Linked DNA regions of Mus musculus: regions 1 and 2 are each linked to region 3. The links are chromatin contacts, called in public Hi-C maps. All regions are on one chromosome and are shown on one strand. Each heading gives the region's core, a stretch centred on a gene start, on an enhancer-like site or on the middle of the called end of the contact. The rest is flanking DNA. Distances are from core to core; before and after follow the strand shown.

Region 1 (4,294 bases), core at 867-3,366, 170 kb before region 3:
TGCTTGTCAGGCTAGGGGAAAGTTTAGTGCAATAAACTTCTATTGAACCAAGAGAAGAGAATCAGTTTTCCCTGAAGGGAAAACTTTTACATAAGCAAATGTGTATAAATTCACATAAATTCATATACATATTCATGCATACACATTTATACACTTCCATTCAAACCAGTTGGTTCCATCTTGTATACATTCTCACAATTACATACTTACACATCTATACTTACATATGCATTTGGATCAAAAGACCAAGCACCAGTGCAGAAAGAACCCACTCGTTCTGGATGAAAAATGAGCTCCAATCTTTATTGCATAAAGAAAGAAAAGGCTTCTACTCTTTTAATGCTAAATGAATTTTTAATTTTGTAAGAAGAAACTTTGTTTCTTTTAATAAGACTAAGTCTGCCTTGTTATTAAGAAAAGACCTGTTCTGTTGCATGGTAAGGAGAAGCCTGCCTGCTCCTTCTGATCTCTGCAGCTTCTTCTTTTTTCCTCTTTCCCTCTGCCTTTCTGCACAGTGCTCTCTTAGTTTTTTATGTTACCTATAGTTTCTAAGTTATTCCACTCTGCATTCTCCTTTTAATCTTGTACTCCTCCTGCTCTGATGTCACAATACTGCTCTTAATCTCAATGCCTTTTCTCCCAAGGCTGTGCCTTTACTTCTAAGTTCTTCTTGAGTTCAGTTCTCTCTAAAAGGTTCTCTTGTGTCCTGACTAAAAACTTACCCTCGTTTCTGTTCTAAAAAGTTCTGTTCAGCTCCGTCTAAAAAGTGTTCTGTCTAAAAAGTTCTCCTCAGCTCAGTTCTGTCTCTTCTCTTTGTCCTCAGCACTTATACATCTTTCAGAATACATGTTCACATGGTAAAAAAAAAAAGTTCATCGCAAGTTTACACATAAATTCAAATCATAAATTGAATAAGAAGTTTACAACAGTGAATGTTTACGTGCACATCCATTAGGAGTAATTATCTGGCTAAACATTCATCATCTGTCACAGATCCACAGGTTCACAGAGAGTTAAAAAACATAACTAAGTTATTAGTGAAGTTTTGTATAAATAAACCCAGTCAATATTTTATCTTCTGCCCTAGCAACTATAATAAATCATAGTTCCCTTTTTATGACCGTTGGTTAATAGTTTTACAACCATTTGGAATGTGCTCTGAGTTGTAGAAACGATTAACTGGTGACACTTAGATTCTTGGCAGAGTTCTTGCCAATTCTTGGCATTGTAGTTTTGACTATCATAAAAGAGCTTAATAAATACTGACAAAATTTTAGGAGTTCTTACAGGATCATCATTAAGAATTAAGAAGTCATCCATTTGTCTATATAGCATCACCACAAGACAATATATCTTCATTGTTCTGCAGAGATCTGCTTAAAAGTGTGGGTCAATACCTAGCGATTGTTATATATGTTTAATAATAACAGAAAAAGCATATTAATAGCAAGAATCTTTGCTAAAATGATTTTCTCCTGGGCCTTGCCTATGGGAGCAAATCTGTCGTGGCTTATTTATTCATCCAATGCAGACTCATCTCAGGAAGCTCACCTGCTAGTTATTAGCTTGTCCTATGATGGCTCCTGACACCCCTAGAGTCTGGCAGTTGCTCAGAGTCCTCAAATCTGATCCTGAATTATCCAGGATATTCAGCTGATCCTGAATCATCCAGTTTTCCACAGACTCGGTCCTGGTCTGCAGGCAAACTGCTCCATCAGAAGAAGCTAGACTTCCCACAGTTGTTACCAATTAGGCCACTCCATTAGTGTACTTCTTTTGTTCGGTATGAAAGGATGGATTTGAAATGAAATAGGCCACACTTAACCACCAGGGTGCAGATTGATGGCCTGAAAGCATTGAAGGGGTTAGAGCTTTGAAACAGGAAAATCTAAATAAAGCATGGTGTCTAGGGAGGGAGAGCATCACCTCTCTTCTGTAGCTCAGGGCTCCTCTCATGTCCACAGCTAGGCAGGCACACAGCCAAGACAGCCTCCTCAGACTTCCATCTTCAGAGGAAAATGGCTCCTCAGACTCCGTGTGCTACTTTGGAAACATTAAGCTGAGTGAACTATGGGGTCATCTAACAGGTTAATGATCCAAATTATTAAACGAGCCATACTAATCTATCCCGTGAGAGCTGTGTCAGCCATCCAACATCTGAAAATGAGGGCACGAGGAGAGAGATGCTGAATGTGTGAGCAGCTTGCACCCCTCACTCGGAAGCTCATGCTCTGACTACAGCAGAGAAGAAAGTATAGCAGGGTCTTCTATACATCTGCTACCCAGGTCTGCGACACATGTACGTATGTGATAAGGTTGTCTCTCTGCTTTCAGAATGCAATATGCTGCATATTAAGCTTTAACTTCTGGGTTTTTTTGCCTACTTTTCTCTTAGCATCATGACTAGCTTGCCTCTGCCAACTGTGTTAATGGCTTCAATTGTGCCCATCCACTCCCTTAAATTCCATTCACAGTCCTGGCACGCTCACACATAACCCTTCTACACTAGTCCCTTAGGCATGACATCATGTTCAGGTTTTCTCAAGGGTATTGTTTAATCTTTAAACTGGAGGGAAAAAAATGGAACCAACAATAGAGTTCTCTGAAACAGGCTTTGATGGTTATCTCAGATAGAGTTGCCATAGACAGCTTAATCTAAAATGAATTCTAAAACCCCCAAAATGAAATGTCATTCCATTCTGGAAAAATGTGTGTCCACCACTAGGAACTGTGCTCAGGCATCACTGAGTCTCATAAATGAAGGAAATTCTGTCTCATAAACACAGTAGAATCCAGACCTCCTGAGGTTAAGCAGGGACCTGAAAGTTGAAGAAAAGAAAATGTCCCTGAAAAAGTAGCTTGTTCTCGTCTTACTGTGTGGGAGGCAGAATACTGAAATGACACACTAGTGACCGTCCTTCCCTCTTGAGCAAGCCTCTGACCTTGGAGTGCAGATAGGACCCAAGAATATGCTTGGTATTATACAATATATAAACAATGCAATTATTACACATGCAAGGTATTAATGGTGCAATTAGGTTCCTTTAAATGGTATAGCTGAGTTTGTTTTATAACTATGTTTAAAAATAATATGAAATTATCTCAACTGTTTCATAGCTTAGTATCTTGGGGTATGTATAGGTTATTGTGCAATGCACAATGTTACAACGCACTCATCTCGTGCTGCATTCAGCCCAGCCAAAGGAGTTCCTTTTTCCCTCCACAGCCTATAGCAGCCATATCCTGCTCTCTGTCTTTGTGAATCTCAGAGTGCTGGGTAACTCGTGTAAGTGAAAGTATTAACAACAGCTTCCTGGTGTTAATTTAGCCTGAAGTTTCACATACTTGTTATAGAACAAGGATCTAACCCGTTCTTAGAATGACCTTTGACTAGGTCATTCTAATTGTTAGAGCTAGTCCACTGGGCTCCATGGAGCCTCTGTTCTGACTAAACTCAAGACTAATCAGCATTTGCTTTCTTTTACCTTCTTATTTTGGGGGGAATGTCTTTTTCTTTCTTTTTTTATTAGATATTTTCTTAATTTACATTTCAAATGTTATCCCCAAAGCCCCCTATACCCTCCCCCTGCCCTGCTCCTCAACCCACCCACTCCTGCTTCTTGGCCCTGGCATTCCCCTGTACTGGGGCATATGATCTTTGCAAGACCAAGGGCCTCTCCTCCCATTGATGGCCGACTAGGCCATCCTCTGCTACATATGCAGCTAGAGACTCAACTCTGGGGTGGGGGTGGGTACTGGTTAGTTCATATTGTTGTTCCTCCTATAGGGTTGCAGATCCCTTGGTACTTTCTCTAGCTCCTTCATTAGGGGCCCTGTGTGTGTGTGTGTGGGGGGGGACTCTTTATATTTGTAAGTAGGTAATATGAATACATAGTTCATAATGAAATATATAGCAAGATATTTAGTCAAAATCTTTTTATTATTGTTGTTTTCCTCTGTTTTTGTTCTTGCCTGCTTTGCCTCTCTCTTCCCCAGGGAATCTCTGCTGTCAACATCTCCATATTCTTCCCAGTGGTTTTAAAATGAAAGTACATGAAAAAAATTGCTAATGACTCTCATTACCCTATATTCTCATCTTCAATCATTTTTAGAACGTTTAATTGCAGAACTGGATGCTAAGAATTAAAATCATATTACCTTGGCTCTTTTGGACTGGATGCAAGTAGGTAGTATATACATAGGTGTGTGTGTGTGTGTGTGTGTGTGTGTGTGTGTGTGTGTGTTGCTAGAGTCAAGCCCAAGAGCCTCCAAACCACACCCAACTCTCCATATG
Region 2 (4,035 bases), core at 914-3,413, 140 kb after region 3:
ACACACACACACACGCCCCTCGCACATGCACACCCACCCTGCCTTCCAGAATTGCACAGCTCCAGGTAGCTTCTTCACGTTCACAGCCGCACAGTGGCATCATGTTCACTACCCTGCAGATGAAGGTGAGTGGAGTTCACAGACTCACGGTGAGACTCCGACACACAGTCGTCATCACAGATGGTGACACCCTGGCCAGGAAAGATTCCTCTGAGCAACTGGCTGGGCACCAAAAATCGAGGAAGAACCAAATGCAGAAACCAAGAGAAGAGCACACCAGGCCACAGGGAAAGCAAGCACCAGGGCCTAGAGGCAGGAAAGGTTTAGCCGTGAGAGAAACTGTACCATGGCAGTGTGTGCAGAGCAGGGGAGGAAGGCATGGGGGTGTGGCACGAGCTCTCTGTGGAGACCTGGTCAAATATCTGGATCCCATGTTGTTGTTGGTGGTTTGTGTTTTGGCATGGGTGTTGTTGTTGTTGTTGTTGTTTTACTGAACCTTACCATGTAGCCTTAGCTGTACTAGAACTCACCATATTGACCAGGCTGGCCTTGAACTTACAGAGATCCTTACAGAGAGCTTCCTGAGTATTGAGATTAAAGCTGTGTATCACTTCACTATGCTGAGTTTCATTTTTTTTTTTTAAATAGGGAAAATCCTGATAAGAGTCTACAGTCAGGGCCCAGCAAGCTTAATTGGAGGATATGAGTCTACAGTTAGGGCCCAGCAAGCTATGACTGTCATCTGGGTAAGAGAAGGGGAAGCCAGTCTGGAAGTACTGCAGTTCCGAAGTAAAGCCTCCAGATGCAGTAAATGCTTCACTTGAGGTTGGGGGTATGATGGGTCCAGGCAGGCTATCAGGGTTTTGACATCATCCTAGAAGTCTGCAGTGATGGTTCTCGTGGTGACAAATGTGGAGGGACCCAGGTCTGAGGAAATGGATGAGTAGACTGTAAGCTTCAGTTCTATAGAACGGCTGTGGAGGCTGGCTTTGGCAGGAGCATGGAGCATGGTAAACGTTTGTCTTGATGGCCTCACAGCTTCTATGTTCTGTCCTGGGTGGCCTCGCATCTGAAGGAGCAGCATTAATGAGGCATGTCCGCACGCACAGCGATGTCATCAGCCGCTAATGGTGAGGTGATCCAGGCCGTGGGGGAAAGTGGAACCTCAGATAACAGACACAAAAAGAAGCCAGGGGCTGCAGAGCTGTGGCATGGGGTATCAGTGAGGAATGGAGAGAACCTAGAAGTCACTGGGAAGAGGGAAGATTCAAATGTTTAGGAGTCCTTGAAGGAGTCCTCCTGAGGGAGGGAGGGGACCAGAAAGGTAAGCAGGGACAGATCTGTTAGCTGAAGCATAAGAAAACCCCACAGACTGGCTGCAAATGAGACAATGTTTTCCACTCCAAGATGGCCTCTTCCCTTTGTGTCTGTCACGTGATGTCACCAGTTTCTATATTTTTGGGTTTTGCTGGAGTGTTTTTTTTTTTTGTTTGTTTGTTTTTTGTTTTTTTTAACCACAGAAATTTTTTATGTTCTGTGTTACTTTCATTTTTGAAATTTGGTATAGATTTATTTTATGTTTCAAATAAACTTTGCCATGTCTGATTAAGGTATCTAGCAATGTCACAGGCAATACATAAATTGTAAGAAATGTACTAGAGTGACTGTAAGCATGTGCTTTGTCACTGTTCTGTTGTTATGAAGAGATACCTGGAAGCCCACTCCCCCAAGGCCACGCCTCCTAATCCCTCTCAGGTAGCCCCACTCCCTACTGACCAAGCCTCAGATACATGAGCCTGTGGGGGCCACTGCCATCCAAACCAGCTCAGCAAGGGTGCAATGAAACCACCAGACTGGACCACTGGTGAAAGGAATGGTTTATTTGGGGAAATTCAGAATTGACCTGGCTATCTCTCGGAGGTCAGAGAGAATAACAAAAGGTGTAAAAGCTACCAGCTTTAAAGGAGGAAGGTTAGGGAGGTGTGCGAGCCTGGCCACCTGGGAGCCAGTCTGGGGACGTTAGTCGGTCTCGTAAGCGTGTGTTAATAGATGCAGCATTGCAGAAGGCTGTCTGCTGCTGCAGTGGAGCTAAGGGAGGTTGTGGCTCTTCCTAGCCCACATCACAAGTTCCTCAGGCATGCTGGTTTGGGGCTTTTGTTTATCCACTGGCAAGCCTTCTGTTTACCCTGTCAGAGTGCAGCCTGCGATGAGACCAGAGCATCATTTACAACCTTGGCAGTGGCACTGCCGCTAGGGTGGGGGAGGGGTGGGGTGCTTTGGCCCTAACAGTGTCCACGGTCTCGTGGAGTTAATATTAGTTGTTATTTGTTTGTTTTTTGTTTTTTGTTTTTCGAGACAGGGTTTCTCTGTGTAGCCTTGGCTGTCCTGGAACTCACTCTGTAGACCAGGCTAGCCTCGAACTCAGAAATCCGCCTGCCTCTACCTCCCGAGTGCTGGGATTAAAGGCGTGCGCCACCACGCCCGGCTATATTAGTTGTTATTATGGCAAGAACAGCAAACACCTACTAATTTAGAAAAGATGTCATACGTAGTACAGTTGTGTTGCCTGTGGTTCTTAGGTGATCAGACTTACAGATTGTGCCGGGCAGAGGTGCTGCACACCTTTAATCACAGCACTTGGGAGGCAGAGGCAGGTGGATTTCTGAGTTTGGGGCCAGCCTGGTCTACAGAGTGAGTTCCAGGACAGGCAGGGCTACACAGAGAAACCCTGTCTCGAAAAAGAAAAAAAAAGACTCACAGATTGCACCCTCTTCTCTGACCTGCCCTCACGTCGTCTCCATTTTGTCCCTAGACACCTGGTAACTTGTTGGCTTGAGTTTTTTGGGCTTTGTTGTTTTGTTTTGTTTTGTTTTGAATTTTCTCTCTGTATTTATTTTATAATCTATGTATATTTGAATTTTTTTTTTAGGTCCCATGTATAGGGTTGGAGAGATGGCTCAGTCATTAAAGGCTAGTCTCATAACCACAGACAGACTCCACATATTAGTGAAGTCATGTAATCTTTTTTTGTGTGTGTTAGTTTCCCTTGTCTTTGTGTGTTAGTGCGTTTCCCTTGTCTAAAGTCCGTATCAGACAAATGGCGAGCTCCTGGTCTCCTTATGACTGATTAATATCCTTCGTGTAGATGTACCATTGTTTCTATCTGTCTGGTTTATTTTGCATTGAAAGCTCATTTCTTCTCCTCTAGGAATAAATATAAGAAATGGCGTGCTCCCAAATCCAGGCAAGGACTTTCTTCCATCAAATTCATGGTCCAGTTCCGGCTTGTCTGGAAAATCTTCAGGAACAGTATCAGTAGTGAGCAAAATAACTTCAGGCAAGTAACAGTTATTAACTCCTGAGTGACCAGAGGCCAATTCTCCTGATGTTGTGGGGCTGGAGGAAGTCTCCTAGAGAACTATGGCATGGGGCCCTTCTGTCTGAGACGCAGGCATCTCTTCAGTTTCCCTGCCCTGCTCTCCCTTTTGTAGCAGCCCTAGGGGTTCAGCCAGCTCCCCAAAGGTTCTGTCCTCAGGGGAGGTTGGGAGTGGAGCAGTCCTCCCTGACCCAGGAGGAAGCCAAAAACCAAGTTTACAGACTTACCAAATCTAACCTCGGATGCCCTGCTGTGCTTTGGACACCTGGCTCCTAAAGTCAGTGTTAGTCTGGACTTCTCTGCTGGACTTCCTGACTGTGAACCTGCCCTGCCCAGAGCAGCAGAGTCCCTTCTGGTTGGAAAGTGGACAGACTGTTTTTTAAAATAAAGTCCTCCAAAATGGCTAGCCAGGTAGACAATTTCCCCGTGCTGTTTCCCTGGCCGAGTGCTCTACACGGCACCCAGTGCACACCTAACCCTCGCCGCTCCCCGGAACCTTCTTACATTAGGGTTCATGTAGGAATGCCGTGCCCAGGTACCCGTCATGCCACCGAAGAACACATGTAAGCCCCCGTGGCCCACCCTACATACCAGGCCTGATGGAATGTCAACTTTTCCTGTGCATTTAAAAAGTTATATATAAAAGTCAGTGAGCTTTG
Region 3 (3,839 bases), core at 620-3,119:
CACATGGTGGCTCACAACTGTTTAAAACTTCAGTTCCAGAGAATTCAGTGACTCCTCGGACATATAAGTGGTACACAGACATACATGCAGGCAAAAACTCTTTATTATTTATTTTACAAATAAAATTAAAATAAACAAACTCTTCTACTCTGGCAAGATGAGGTCATTTGTCAGCAACTTAGGTCTGCGTAGACTCTTCTGCAGGCTGGGTCACCTTTTCCACAAGTCCTTCAGGCCTATCTCTCTCCCCATAGCTGCTCAGCTGCTGAAATCCACAGCCTTGTCTGGGGGCTTCTTTGGTCTCCAGGTCTAAGCCAGTGACCTCACATTTTCAGAGAGGAGCAGTCTGATCCTCGAGTGTGGCAGAAATCTCTCAGGCTTTTCTTGCCAAAGAGATAAGCTTGTGGTTTCTTCCTTATACAGGGAATTTCGTTCCGCCTCAGTGCAATTGCTCCCAGCTGCAGGCTCTGCCTTCTCTCCTGCTCTCCACACCCCAACCCGACCACCCCACAGCTCAGGCAAACAGTCCGAAGGAAGAAAAGCCTCCTCTGGCATCCCACTCCCCATGCGGGAATGAATGCCTCTGTTGGGCCAGTCAGTTACCATGACAGCAGGTTGTTGTAAGGTCAGGCTGACCCTCGTTCTTTGTCCTCTATATCACGGGTCTTGTTTTTCCACCTATTAAAACAGAACATGAGGCTCTTGCCACGTGTGGCTGACCAGCCTGGGATTTCCACCCTCCCGAACTATGTGTTAAATAAGCCTCTTGGCCCATAAACTCCAGAGTTTCTTGTATTCTATCCTAACGAGAATAACCAGTCACTTCCCTGTCAGCAGCCTCCATGGATCTTAGGTAACATCCAAACCTTTAGCAAGCTCTGGACTCTACCTTCCTGGCCTAGACCATCGGTGGCGGATGGATGCGCTTTCCATGAACACACACACTAGAACCTCCTTAGGTATTGTGAGCTGTGAAGACAGACCGTGAAGGAAAGTGGCTTGCTGGAGGTGGGGGTGCTTGGCTTCTGTGGTGGGGGAGTCTTCTCCCGCTGATATTTGGCTGAGACTCAAGCATGAAGGGAAAATTAAGAGCCAATCTCCCATGTTCCAGCTGCAGTGGCCTCTTTCTGTCTCTCAAACTCTTTGGCTTTGTGCTTCTGCCTCCTCGACCCTCCTGGCTGGCCCATTAAGATCCAGAGATATCATCTGTTACAGTGTCCGGAGGACCTGTGACAGCTCACTGAATCGACTTGCAGGCTGACTCTAAGTTATTTTGCTGTCTAAAGGTCTGGGGCTCCTGTCTGCCGACCACTCTCCTCCAGGGGTAGGCTCTAAGGCCTCAGTGGATGCTTGAAGCTGAGGTGGACACCAGACCCAGACAGAGGCACCGTGATGCTGTGGCGGTGCTGCCAGCTGACTGATGGGCACAGAGTGTACACAGCCGGGTGTACAGGAAGCAGGAGTGATTCATACCCCATGCAGGGCAGGGCAGGACACAGATTTCATCATACTGCTCAGAATAAAATGTAGTTTCCAGCACAGGCATCGGTTATGCTCAGAACTTTCCACTGAACAATTTCAGAGCATATTTAAGCAGGGAACTGAAACCACAGATAAGGTTGAGGACCGCTCTGATGTAATAAGGTTTACATTTGGCTAATGGGGTGGGGTGGGAGACAAAGTCCAGTCTGTAGGATCAAGAATGCTTTTATTTCTCTTTACAACTTTATGTTCGACCTGGTGTGATTAGCTTTTCTGCCCTAGGGCTGTTCTGAAAACTTCTGACAGCTCCTTGCCCCCTCTACCCCCACCACATCACTGGATATCCTGATGAGTCCCCAGTGTGCCAGATCAGAGATGGTCCAGGTCAGGGCATCTGGAAATGAAAGTGACCCTTTCAGGAGTTTACGCCAGCCAGCCATGGCTATGACATTCAAAGGATAGTTGACTTATTAACTTGGACCTTAGGTAATCTTTCTTTTTTTTTTAAGATTTATTTATTATTATATGTAAATACACTGTAGCTGTCTTCAGACACACCAGAAGAGGGAGTCAGATCTTGTTACGGATGGTTGTGAGCCACCATGTGGTTGCTGGGATTTGAACTCTGGACCTTCGGAAGACCAATCGGGTACTCTTACCCACTGAGCCATCTCTCCAGCCCTTAGCTAATCTTTCTATTACAGCTTCTCCTAATTGCCCAAACCATCACTCGCCAATGTTGTTCCCTCCCACGATAAATCACGTCCAGATTACCTGCTCAGTAAGGGTTTTCTGTTCTTTTCAACTTCCCCTCCTCATTCTAGGTTGCGGTTACACACCCTGGAACGTATGTGCACGTTAGGAGCCGATGTCCACCTTACCCCTTGAGGACTGTCACGGGTGTTTAGACCATCCAGAGCACCACTCACTGTTATCAAAACATTTTTTTAAAAATCCCATTAACATTAAAAACTTTTATTCATGTGTAGGTATACATATAAAGGTCAAAAGACAATTTGCACTAGTTGACTCCTTCCTTCCACGTGTAGGACTCGGGGAATCAAACTCAGAGTGGCAGCCTTGGTAGCAAGCACCGCTGTCAGCAAGCCATCTCACCATGTTTCCCACCGCGACAGGCTGTTTTTCATTCACAAGTTCTCTGTGTTAACATGTTTCCATTTACCAAGGCCATAGACATTAGCTGCACATGATTGGGAGATAATTGAAATGTGGTTCAGACAACTAATGAATGCATTGTTAGTGGGTTTTTTTTTTTTTTGAAAATTCTTCAGAAAAGACAGCAAATGAGATAATTTATTTGACTACAAGGGAGATCAGAAGCGGTAAGGCCACCATAGGTCTGGGGTAGAGGCTAACGGGGACTGTTTTGGTTGTGAGCAAGGTGGCCTCTTGGGGTGCTTTCTATGATAAGATGGTGGTCAGGTTCAGAGCCAGTGACGCAACTCACTAACTAATTTAAGACTCGGACCTGTGCCTCAGCCTCCGGCCCCCTCACCTCTGCTCCCGCAGCTTCTGTGGGTGCACAAGCTGTGTTACCCAGACCCCTGCCTCCTTTTTCTTCCTTGTCCTTCAGCCCACTCACTCACTCCCTCCTCTGCACTCTCAGGAGGCAGGAGTTTCAAACATGGTGACAAGGCCTGCAGGCAAAAGCATTGTGTTAGCGATTACACTACTCAGAAAGCTTGACTTGAGCTTATGATATTAAAAATCCATCTCAGCCGGGCGTGGTGGCACACGTCTTTAATCCCAGCACTTGGGAGGCAGAGGCAGGCGGATATCTGAGTTCAAGGCCAGCCTGGTCTACAGAGTGAGTTCCAGGACAGCCAGGGCTATACAGAGAAACCCTGTCTCAAAAAACCAAAAACCAAAAACCAAAACAAAAATCCATCTCATTTCTCTTGTATTAGTGAGGGTTTGTTTTTGGTTTTTGGTTTTTAGATAGAGTTTTGCTATGTAGTCCAGGCTGGCATCGAAACCACAATTCTTCTGCCTCCCCAGTGCTGAGATTACAGTCATGTGACACTGTGCCTGGCTTTAGGGACATCTTTTTTAAAAAAGCAAAGCAAAAATGTATGGGTTTCCTGATGACATCATTATGCACACCATGACATCATTATGCACATATGTCCTTACTTTGCTCTTAGTTGACTTACTATCTGCACCCCTTCAGCTTCCTTCTTTCTCCAAAATTGCCGTGTGTGTGTGTGTGTGTGTGTGTGTGTGTGTCCATTTTGTATGTGTGTTTGTGTAAGGGAAAGTGTGAATGTTTACATGAATGAATGTGTCATGTGTGTGGAAGTATGTGTGAGAGTGAACATGTCGTGTGTTTGTGCATG

What was found. A called contact is a pair of places that touch in the nucleus more often than the background predicts.
Region 1: a contact with region 3 is called in a Hi-C map of uterus, with 2.9 times the contacts expected there. The contact joins two enhancer-like sites. A contact is called at or near these places in 3 of 484 Hi-C or Micro-C datasets (bone marrow-derived macrophages and uterus) and 2 of 115 datasets of contacts at active chromatin or transcription factors (hepatocytes and memory CD8 T cells).
Region 2: a contact with region 3 is called in a Hi-C map of liver, with 1.5 times the contacts expected there. The contact joins two enhancer-like sites. A contact is called at or near these places in 1 of 39 promoter capture datasets (stem cell-derived epiblast-like cells) and 3 of 484 Hi-C or Micro-C datasets (all in liver).

What each region holds. Positions count from the first base shown.
Region 1 is chr9:77,855,400-77,859,693 of GRCm38.p6, forward strand. No RefSeq gene overlaps it. Among named protein-coding and RNA genes, the nearest start is that of Gm34654, 5.6 kb to the left of the region's middle. Within about 2 kb of position 2,117, at least 35 of the 459 cell types and tissues checked have an H3K27ac peak or open chromatin away from gene starts, as enhancers often do. A contact at or near this core is called in bone marrow-derived macrophages and uterus, where this site is marked.
Region 2 is chr9:78,161,323-78,165,357 of GRCm38.p6, forward strand. It overlaps Cilk1 (ciliogenesis associated kinase 1), which reads left to right. Exons shown (of 14, transcript NM_019987.2): 12 at 3,209-3,337. Among named protein-coding and RNA genes, the nearest start is that of Rn7sk, 12 kb to the right of the region's middle. Within about 2 kb of position 2,164, at least 9 of the 459 cell types and tissues checked have an H3K27ac peak or open chromatin away from gene starts, as enhancers often do. A contact at or near this core is called in liver, where this site is marked.
Region 3 is chr9:78,020,897-78,024,735 of GRCm38.p6, forward strand. No RefSeq gene overlaps it. Among named protein-coding and RNA genes, the nearest start is that of Gm23609, 8.7 kb to the left of the region's middle. Within about 2 kb of position 1,870, at least 175 of the 459 cell types and tissues checked have an H3K27ac peak or open chromatin away from gene starts, as enhancers often do. A contact at or near this core is called in bone marrow-derived macrophages, liver and uterus, where this site is marked.